Linked DNA regions of Zea mays: regions 2 and 3 are each linked to region 1. The links are chromatin contacts, called in public Hi-C maps. All regions are on one chromosome and are shown on one strand. Each heading gives the region's core, a stretch centred on a gene start, on an enhancer-like site or on the middle of the called end of the contact. The rest is flanking DNA. Distances are from core to core; before and after follow the strand shown.

Region 1 (3,241 bases), core at 362-2,861:
TAATTTTTAGTGCTAATGGATCCAAACCGGCCCTTAATAAATGAAAATAAATCACATGTCCATCAGCAAGTAGGAAGACCAAAAGAGAAAACAAAATCACTGTTTGGGTTTGAAAAACATACTCAGTTCACAATGGGCAGTCAAAATCATCCCGAAAATGTGATCTTTAGGCCATGTTTGGTTTCAATTAGTATTAGGACTAAACTTTAGTCCTAGAACTAAACTTTAGTCCCTACTTGTTTGGTTATAGGGGCTAAATAGATTCTAAAGTCATTAAATACATTGTCCAAAGACTTAAATGCCCTTGGAATACACTCATGTGGGCTTTTAGTCTCTTTTAGCACCTATGTGAAGGACTAAAGACTAAATCATTTTAGTCCATATTTTAGTCCTAGTGTTTGGCAAAAAAGGGACTAAATGAGACTAAAAACTAGAGACTAATCTTTAGTCCCTCTAACCAAACACCCCCTTAACAGAAACAAGGTGTAGTAAATCATGCAGATAAGCATATTTGATAACAATCACACTGTTCTACGTATGAAGGCGGTTTGCAGCTGATCCAAGCTTGTTGTTTGCTCTAACAAAGCTCAGCGTAGTTGCTTTGTCGATTTTTGCCACAAAAGTTTAGCCCCAATTCACGTTTTCGTAAAATCTCAGACAACGTTTGATGAAAACCCGTTTAGAAAACATAGTAAAATCCATCCTTGCTTCTTTGGCCCAATAATTTAGTATATCAGCAGTAGGCGCCACCAGACCACGCAAGCGGCCATGAGCACGTACAGGTACAGGAAGATGCCTACGCCATCAGTCGACATCAAAACGCGATCTCCCCCTTCTAAGAAATAAAAAAGGATATGTCCACCAACCAGATCGCCATGAACTCCAAGAAGGAAAGACCATAGCAAAAAAAAAATGTAATAAGAAAAAGATAAGGGCGCTCGGAATCCAACCTCCCTCCAAACAAATCTCAAAACATCATTGGCTGAGCCAAGAGCTTATTCAGACTTCAAATCTGAAACGCGACGAGGGCCTTAAAAATCGACCTTTTCAATGCACGACCGCCATTACCCCAGGTGAGGAACGGAACCCCCAAGAACCCCAGGTGCAAAAGGAAGTGCACGGCGGGATCCAAAGCTTTGCGCGTAGGAAGAGATAGAGGGAGACCCACACCCACCGGTCGGTGAAGAGCATGCCGAGGCCGAAGCTGAATGCGCAGAGCAGCAACACCCTCCACCTGGCGGAGGACCTGCGGTCCATCGCCCCGCCTTTCCCCTTCATCGCCTCCCTTCGGCGACGCTCCGAATCTTGTCCTCGGATGGCGGAACAAGCCTGAACTCAAGTAGGCAGAGCTCCGCTCCGGAGGCCGGAGCAGCTCAGCAAAGACGAGCACCCTCCCGTGGATTTCGGCCAAACACGCACGGAGATTTCAGGGCCAGGCCGCGTCCGAAGCAGGCGTCAAGGGCAGCGGTCACCGAGGTGGTGAGCCGAACGAGTGGGGAGGAGGAAGCTGGCCGCCTGAAACTCTGCAGACTGCAGTGGAGCGCGTGATGTGCCCTTGCCCCCCACACTTTGTTGTCATCCTCCTCTTCCCACTTTTGAAAGCATTTTCGTTCCCTTTTCTTTTTCTTCACTCCTCAATATATATATTTTTTCTTTTGCCCATTTACTGCTGCATTTGGACGGGTGCCCTGCCGTGCAAGGTGGGCTGGTGTACCTCCCTGTCAGGTCCAAGAAAAGGAAATAAATACAGCTTGTTTATGGTATTAAAACCATACTAATCATTGTTTTCACTTAGATTCTCACTTTTCTTGGGTGTGATTAAAACTTTTTGATCCCAAAGGTAGGCTGTACTAGACCATGGCTGCAAAATGGCACGGGAGAATCGAAGCAGGCCATCTGGTTGCTTCAATTGTTTGATCATGTGATGTGATGCAGCACAGCAGCAGGAGGTACGTCATTAGTCTTGACGAGCTGGTGATTGGTTGGACTTGGGCCATTGTTTTGAGTTAGGTACGGTATATCAGTCACGGATGTAAATAGGTTAACTAAGATCCAGGGTCTCGACTTGTTTACGAATGAACGTCACCTAGACTAACGAGAAGAGAGAACAAGTTTTATAGCACAAAAATAACCAGAGAGTAATGCATCGCCTTGAAAACTACTGTTAGGACTGTACAGCATTGTACGAGTAGTAGGAAGGACGAAAGGTTGGCGAAAGACAACATGGGAAGTCAGGACGGTTGAGAAATCCTTTTGCTTCCAAAACAAACGACGTTGCCGGGTGCAAAAATGGGTTTTAAAAAAAGGTGCACTTTGTTTGATTAGGCACCTACGGCCTATCATAAGGTGAAGATGGTGTTGATAACTTTTTAGGGCACCAATCACTTAACAAGAACCACCAGCGGTGCTTTCTGGTCAGGCGTGGACGGTCCGCGGCACAGGGCCGGACGGTCCGCGACCTGGCACAAGGCTAGGGTTCCCTGCCTGACGGCCGGACGGTCCGCGACCTGGCGATAGGGTCGTCTTCCTCCTCCTTGCTGGAATCTAGATCTCGTCCCCTAGGGGGAAAAGATCTTAAGGTGCTCTGGGTCGACAGGTAACCCAGGGCGTCCCTAGACGACGTCGCCTAGGAATTAAGAGATCAATTCGAGGAAGATGTCTTGGATGGACAACTAGATCTTGCCCCCCGGGAGGGGTGAGATCCTAGGGTCGTCTTGGGATCGGCAGACCACCCAAGACAGATCTAGACGACGTAGAGTCGAATAGGGGTGGAGGTGGATATGTGGAAGACTACAACTAGAACTATGCTACATCTACTCCTAGGGCAGGAAAAGTAAATAAGGTAATTGGTTCGATTGGAATGTGTTCGGGGGTTCTCAATCGGCCGTACCCCTTTATATTTATAGGGGAGGAGGTCTGGACCTTTTCCTAAGAGATAGCCAACAAACTTCCACGTGATTAGATGGATAACCACGTACGAGATAAGGATAAACATCCGAGTTAATCTAATCTCGGGACACGCGGACCGTCCGGGCCCAAGGGCCGGACCGTCCGCTCATTTTGGTGTCCAACATATGCCCCTGCCTTTTAGTGGAGCTTGGCGAACCAAAAGCATCAGCGAAAACTTCGGAAACAATTGACCTCATGAGCTTTTGTTCCCGAAGTAAGGACTCAGCTCGATGCAAGTCATCGGCTCTTGCGATCAGATAATATAAATACTTGATAGAACTTTAATGCACAG
Region 2 (3,241 bases), core at 312-2,811, 510 kb after region 1:
TTATAGTTGACATCTTTTAAATTTGAAATAATCTTATCATATAAAAATACATTTGAAGTTTTCATATTTAAAATCCAAATGTTGTAAACGATCTCGGATGAAAAAACTATTAAATAAAAGTCGTAGGTCTCAAAGAGTTATGCAACTTTGTAGTTAACAACTTTTCCATTTAAATTCATTTAATGTCTCAAATAATCAATTTACTCTCAGTTTGTTATAATACTTGGGAGAGAAAATTTAATATAGACACAAATGATATAAGAGGTGGAGTGGTGGAGAAGGTTGCACATAAGCGAGAGGTTACGAGTTCGAATCTTACTCTCCGTAAAACATGATGTGCAGCCCTTGGTAGTTGGTACTTGAAACTGCTCTCCCAATAAGAGCACACCCTCTAAATTCTAATTCATTATTTGAGAGTTATTAATAAAAAAATTTCTTTCTATGTATTTTTATCATCCAATTATCGCTTCTCTATATGTTATGTGCAAGAGAACATGTAAATAGACTCTTACAACCTTCACCGTACCTTCAGCTGTGGTTAGTCCATTGCTACAATATATTTGTTTGCCTTTACAGTTGATAACATCAAATGAAATTGTCTACAACAATAAGAGCACCCTCTCTAAATTCTAAATTATTATTTGAGAGCTATTAATATAATAATAACTCTCTATATCCTTTTATCCTCCAACTACTGTTTCTCTACATCTTCTGCACAAGAGAGCCTATCTCGTTCTTTATTTTAAGCTATCGAGAAACAACTAGCTAATAAGTTGTTGGGTGATATTTTTTACTAAAATCTATATTTATATTAATTGTTCATTCATCCTTAGTTATAAGATTTTTTTATTTTTATACTATTTTTATCATATATCTAGATATAATATATATATATTGAAATATACTACTCTTCTAAAATTGTAGTCATTTTATCTCTTCGTTTTATATCTATATTCAAATGGACGAAGATAAATATAAATATAAATATAAATATATATATATATATATAATGAATCTATTAATTAAATAAAACCAATTAATTTGGTAGGGAGGGAATATTATATAAGCTATATAGCTTAAAAAGCTAAAGCATCTTATAACTTAAAATGATGAAAGAAAATTCAGAGGTGGGAAAAAGGAGCTTGAAGTTGCTTTGATGTGTCCACGTGTTGCAATAGAAAAAAAAAGATAATGGCATATTTAATGACGGGGGATTTTTCAGGCAGAAAGCACTACTAGCATCACATCAGATCTTCTAGAAGAAAGTGAATTCCTCTTCTCGTGTGTGGAAGAGAAAAAAAATTGAAGGATACGTATATGCGAGACTTGTGCGTCCACAAACAGGTTCCATCAAGGCCGGATAACTGGACACCGCACATCTTTCGGGTCACAGCGAATCGACAAGCTAGCAGTGCCGGCCCTCACGTAGTCAGCAGTCAGCACTGCCGGCGACGCGTAGACCGAGTCCCTCATCAAAGAGTCCGCAACCTACCAAGTACCAACCAACCGCCTGGGCTGGGCAGGCGAGCAAGACAAAGCACGCCAAGCGGCAAGCGCAAGTCCAACAGCCCGCATCGCTCACTCCGTCACTCACTCGGCGCGGCGCCCATCCCCGCGGTTCTCACGAGCGCGCGCGCCTGCGTCCGGCGCCGTCCGCCATGGCGTCGTCCAAGCCTTTATTCCCCTTCCCCGTCCCCGCCCCCGACCCGTCCGACGAGGTCGTGCGCGAGTTCGGCCCGCTGCTCCGGGTCTACAAGAGCGGCCGCATCGAGCGGCCCCTGGTGGCTCCGCCCGTGGAGCCTGGCCACGACGCCGCCACGGGGGTCCAATCCAAGGACGTCCACCTCGGCTCCTACTCGGCCCGCCTCTACCTGCCCCCCGTGGCCGACGCCGGTGCCAAGCTGCCCGTCGTCGTGTTCGTGCACGGCGGCGGCTTCGTGGCCGAGTCCGCCGCCTCGCCCAACTACCACCTCTTCCTCAACAGGCTCGCCGCCGCCTGCCCCGCGCTCGCGGTCTCCGTCGACTACCGCCTGGCGCCCGAGCACCCGCTCCCGGCGGGGTACGACGACTGCCTCGCCGCGCTCAAGTGGGTGCTTTCCGCCGCCGACCCCTGGGTCGCCGCCCACGGGGATCTCGCGCGCGTCTTCGTCGCCGGGGACAGCGCCGGCGGCAACGTCTGCCACTACCTCGCCATCCACCCGGACGTCGTCCAGGCGCAGCAGCAGGGCTGCCCGCCGCCGCTCAAGGGCGCCGTGCTCATCCACCCCTGGTTCTGGGGCTCCGAGGCCGTGGGCGAGGAGCCCAGGGACCCCGCCGTGCGCACCATGGGCGCCGGACTCTGGTTCTTCGCGTGCCCCGATGCTAATAGCATGGAAGACCCGCGGATGAACCCCATGGCGCCCGCCGCACCGGGACTCCACACGCTGGCGTGTGAGCGCGTCATGGTGTGTACCGCGGAGGGCGACTTCCTCAGGTGGCGCGGCCGCGCGTACGCCGAGGCGGTGGCCGCGGCGAGGGGAGGCCGCCTGGGGCAGGCCGCCGGCGTCGAGCTGCTGGAGACCATGGGAGAGGGCCATGTCTTCTTCCTCTTCAAACCCGACTGCGACAAGGCCAAGGAGATGCTGGACAAGATGGCGGCTTTCATCAATGCGCCGTGAACGTGAACGTGATCCGTGACGCGTGCGCCCTTGTTCCTTTGTGTTTGCGTGACAATGTGGAAAATAAAATAATATATTTCAGCTGTTTTGGAAATTTTTGCCCACGCATCGACTAGCCAACTTGATGCCAAATTCATCGTTCACGCAAAATTGGACTACTTCAGGTGAAGAGCATATAATCTATGCTAACGTTACAATTCTGATGAGAGGGGCACACAATTTTGATGAGAAGTCGATAACGGCGGCACGAGCGGCCACGAGGTCACCCTTAAGGGAATGAGAGATAAAAAAATATTTAAATAATACTGATTGAGTAAGGGTTGCTTTGGCGGCATGGCTCCTTGAGCGGGTCTAGTTTGGACTCATCATGAAGCCCTACCAAATGATCACAAAAAAATGTTTCTCGTCAAGAGCCTCTAAAGAGCTATAACCGTTTTTTATTACATCATGATGCCCGAGACATCCACATAGTCATTAACATAGATCAAAGTGCGAAAACGAAACATAGAACCACACGCCCTTCACAGGCAGCCGACTGGAGGTTTGCCGCTAACCCACGCCTAGAACTTATCATAGTCTTGAAA
Region 3 (3,241 bases), core at 496-2,995, 370 kb before region 1:
GTGTTGTATTTTGAAAGGCATTCCAAGTTTTGCTACGCTTACACAGAAGCATATAATTCTAGTTTGCATGGTGTTGCACAATTTTATTCATGACAGCAATTCACAAGACATGTTGTCTGGTAGATGTGATGCTGATGAGGAGTACTTGCTACAACAGAGTGCCACGTCACAAGCACAAGGAGATGACAATCCAGAGGGAAAGAATGAGAATACCATGAATACCATTCGCAATAGGATAGCTGATGCTTTGAGTAGTGTGAAAGGGATATAGTTATGTTGAAGAATGATATTGTGGATCATATCGATTTATTTATGTGAAACGTATGTTAATGGTGAATGCATAACTTATAAAAAAAACAAGTTTCTATTATGAAAAAAATTTCCTTGTCAATTAGTGCAGAAAATAAAGGTTTACAATCAACTTGAATATCATCAGTCTCCTACAAGGCTAGGGGCATTACAGACATTTCATAGCAAACCTACAGTTTCACAGTTGTTCGAACCAAACGGCTTTCTGCTTTTTTCACAACTCATATCCCACAACAGTTTTTTCACAGCTCACAACCCACAACAGTTTTTTTTCACAGCCACAGCTCAGCCAAACAGACCCTTAGTACCATTATGTCAAAAATAGTGATATGGCAATTGGCAACAAGGTACCACAAAAGCTAAAATGCAAGTTTTATAGGACAGCGATTAGACCTGCTATGTTGTATGGTATGTTCAGCCTACAAAAAGACGACATGTTCAGCAGATACACAAAAGCTAAAAGAAAAGTTTTATAGGAAGGCGATAAGACCTGCTATGTGCTTATGTTGTATGGTGTACAATGTTGGCCTACAAAAAGATGACATGTTCAGCAGATAAGTGTTAGAAATACCTATGTTTCATTGAATTTGTGGTCGTACAAGAAGAGATCAAGTCCCGAATGATGGATCTGTGGTCATACATGAAGAGATCAAGTCTGGAACAATGATATATGTGATAGGGTAGGGTAGCACCAATTGCAGAAAAGTTTGTCCAACAACGGTTAAGATGGTTTGGATATGTCCAACGGAGACCTCCAGAGACATCAGTGTGTAGTGGATCCTAAGACGAGGCCGTAATGAGAGGAGAGGAAGAGCAAGACCAAAGTTGATATAGGAAGAGACATTTAAAGGAGATTTGAAAGGATGTGAAGGGTGCATGAAAAATAGATATCCATGTGCCGAATCTTGACTTCTAAACTTGCTTGGGATAAAATACTTTTTGCTGTTGTTGTATAGACCGGATAGCAACTACGCTTGATATCCAGTATTCCTACTTTAAGGTATGGTTTAGTCTGTCAGGCTAAAACATTTCATTAAGCAATCGCCTAAAGACTACAGCAAAATCCTAAATAAACTGAATACACAGTATAAACAGGGGCAGACGGGACCATGGGTATACACATGTATAAACCTTTTTGAAAAAAAAACGCGGGCATAATATATGTATACTACACTTGTAACTGGATCAGATCAGATCCGAATACAAATAGCTTGGGTGCTAGGTTTCGCGCGCAGGAACCGAAAAGGGGTGGGCAAACCTGGTGGGTGTTCGTCGCCGGTGAAGGTCCAAAGGTGGAGACTCGGGCACCTGGCGTAGGTCGGCGGCGGCGGCCGCCCAATCGTCAGCTCGTCGCCACCAGAGACAAGAAGAGAGTCGCAGAGCGCAAGGGAGGTAGGAGAACGAGAGAACCGATTGAGAGAAATAGAAATCGAGTATACGGGGGCACGGGGCTGCGGGGGTAACTGGGCTGGAGAACAAAAGCAGGCCGCTGGGCGCTGGCGGCTGGCCAGGATAACAACGGGTCGGATTTAGGTTGTCTCTCCTAGTTTACCCATTTTGTCTCATGTTTAATCATTTATTTTCAATTAATAGAATATGTGATGACACACAAAAATAAATATTATAATTTATCTTAGCTAAAAGACGTGAAAAGGTATGAGTTAGAAAATAGTTCGACAACCTTTTTATATGCGGCTCAATCGTTTGTCTTCTTTTAGCGAACACAGTGATATTATATAAGCGTTGCATTGTGTGTGGCTTACTTACGTATTGAGTTTAGATGGTCATTACCTATCTACGAGGTAACGAATTACTAATAAGGGTTTAAGAGGTTTTCATGCACCACTACTAGGAGAGGAATAAACCTACACACTACACACTTCACGCAGGACGACTATGCTTTATAGTAATAGAAATGTCACTATATGAACATTGCAACCTACGATATAAATGGTGTTTTGTATGACTATATACACGATTTGATAGGACAGTATAAAGCTCTATCTAATGGAGCCCAGTAAAGCATCTCGCACCAAATATAGAGCACAGTTGTCTAATGATCCTCTTATATATTATTTGTATTAAGAAAAAAGCTCTCAATACATATGACAAGAATATTATGCTTTTCTATATTTTAATTAAGTTCTTTTCTTTGTGATATTAATATTGTTTAAGCCATGTAATATAGCAATAATATGTATTATGGTAGTATAAATATTATATGATTTTCTTATAATTTTAAAAATAATAAATAAGTGACAAATAATTAAGTTATAGTCTCTACTATGGGCATGCTTGTTTCGGCTTCTCAGCTTATTCTAGCGGGCAGAAGCGAATTCTAACCACCAAATGCTTCGCTTCTCAATTGCTTATGTGAAAATCGTTTATGTAAAAACCATCCAAATCAATACAAATATGAATTTGCCAAGTTGTTGCATCGGAAAAAAAACATCGCTCCTAAACCCTAAATCGTACAGACCCATTCATCATGCTCCACACACAAGCTCCGCGATATACACATTCTTGTGATAGCTAGATTATCCATGAATCTAGATTATTATAAAAGCTCTCAAGAAAATTTGAACCAAACAGACTGAAAGCTCTCTTGTGGGTTTTGGTGTTTGGATGACAACCCAATTAAAGGACTAATAAGTGTGTTAAGTGTTGAACAGGTGCCTAATGCAAAGATAATAGGGTTCAACACAAGTGAACAAGTGTGATGGTCCAAAGACTGGATTATCTATAGATAATGAACAATGCTTAAGTGAGACTCGGTGTGCGTAACTCAGAGACAACCGATCAAGCCAAGGATGGAGGCAAGAAGAGCTTCGAGGTACCGAGTGCACGGGATAAGGTCAAGGAGACCAGGAACCCAAAGCCAGGGGTGAAGAAGAAGACTTGCAAAGTCAAGGTTGATCGAGTTAAGAGTTAT

What was found. A called contact is a pair of places that touch in the nucleus more often than the background predicts.
Region 2: a Hi-C map of ear shows a contact between it and region 1, with 1.8 times the contacts expected there. The contact joins the promoter of LOC100283652 here to the promoter of LOC100192632 in region 1. A contact is called at or near these places in 2 of 25 Hi-C or Micro-C datasets (ear and tassel).
Region 3: a contact with region 1 is called in a Hi-C map of ear, with 3 times the contacts expected there. The contact joins the promoter of LOC100192630 here to the promoter of LOC100192632 in region 1. A contact is called at or near these places in 3 of 25 Hi-C or Micro-C datasets (ear, endosperm and tassel).

What each region holds. Positions count from the first base shown.
Region 1 is chr4:127,090,856-127,094,096 of Zm-B73-REFERENCE-NAM-5.0, forward strand. LOC100192632 (avr9 elicitor response protein) reads right to left here and starts at 1,612. Exons shown (of 11, transcript NM_001137846.2): 1 at 1,175-1,612. The coding sequence starts at 1,278.
Region 2 is chr4:127,598,494-127,601,734 of Zm-B73-REFERENCE-NAM-5.0, forward strand. LOC100283652 (gibberellin receptor GID1L2) reads left to right here and starts at 1,562. Exons shown (of 1, transcript NM_001156553.2): 1 at 1,562-2,748. The coding sequence starts at 1,659. The coding sequence ends at 2,657.
Region 3 is chr4:126,723,008-126,726,248 of Zm-B73-REFERENCE-NAM-5.0, forward strand. LOC100192630 reads right to left here and starts at 1,746. Exons shown (of 2, transcript NM_001137844.1): 1 at 1,568-1,746.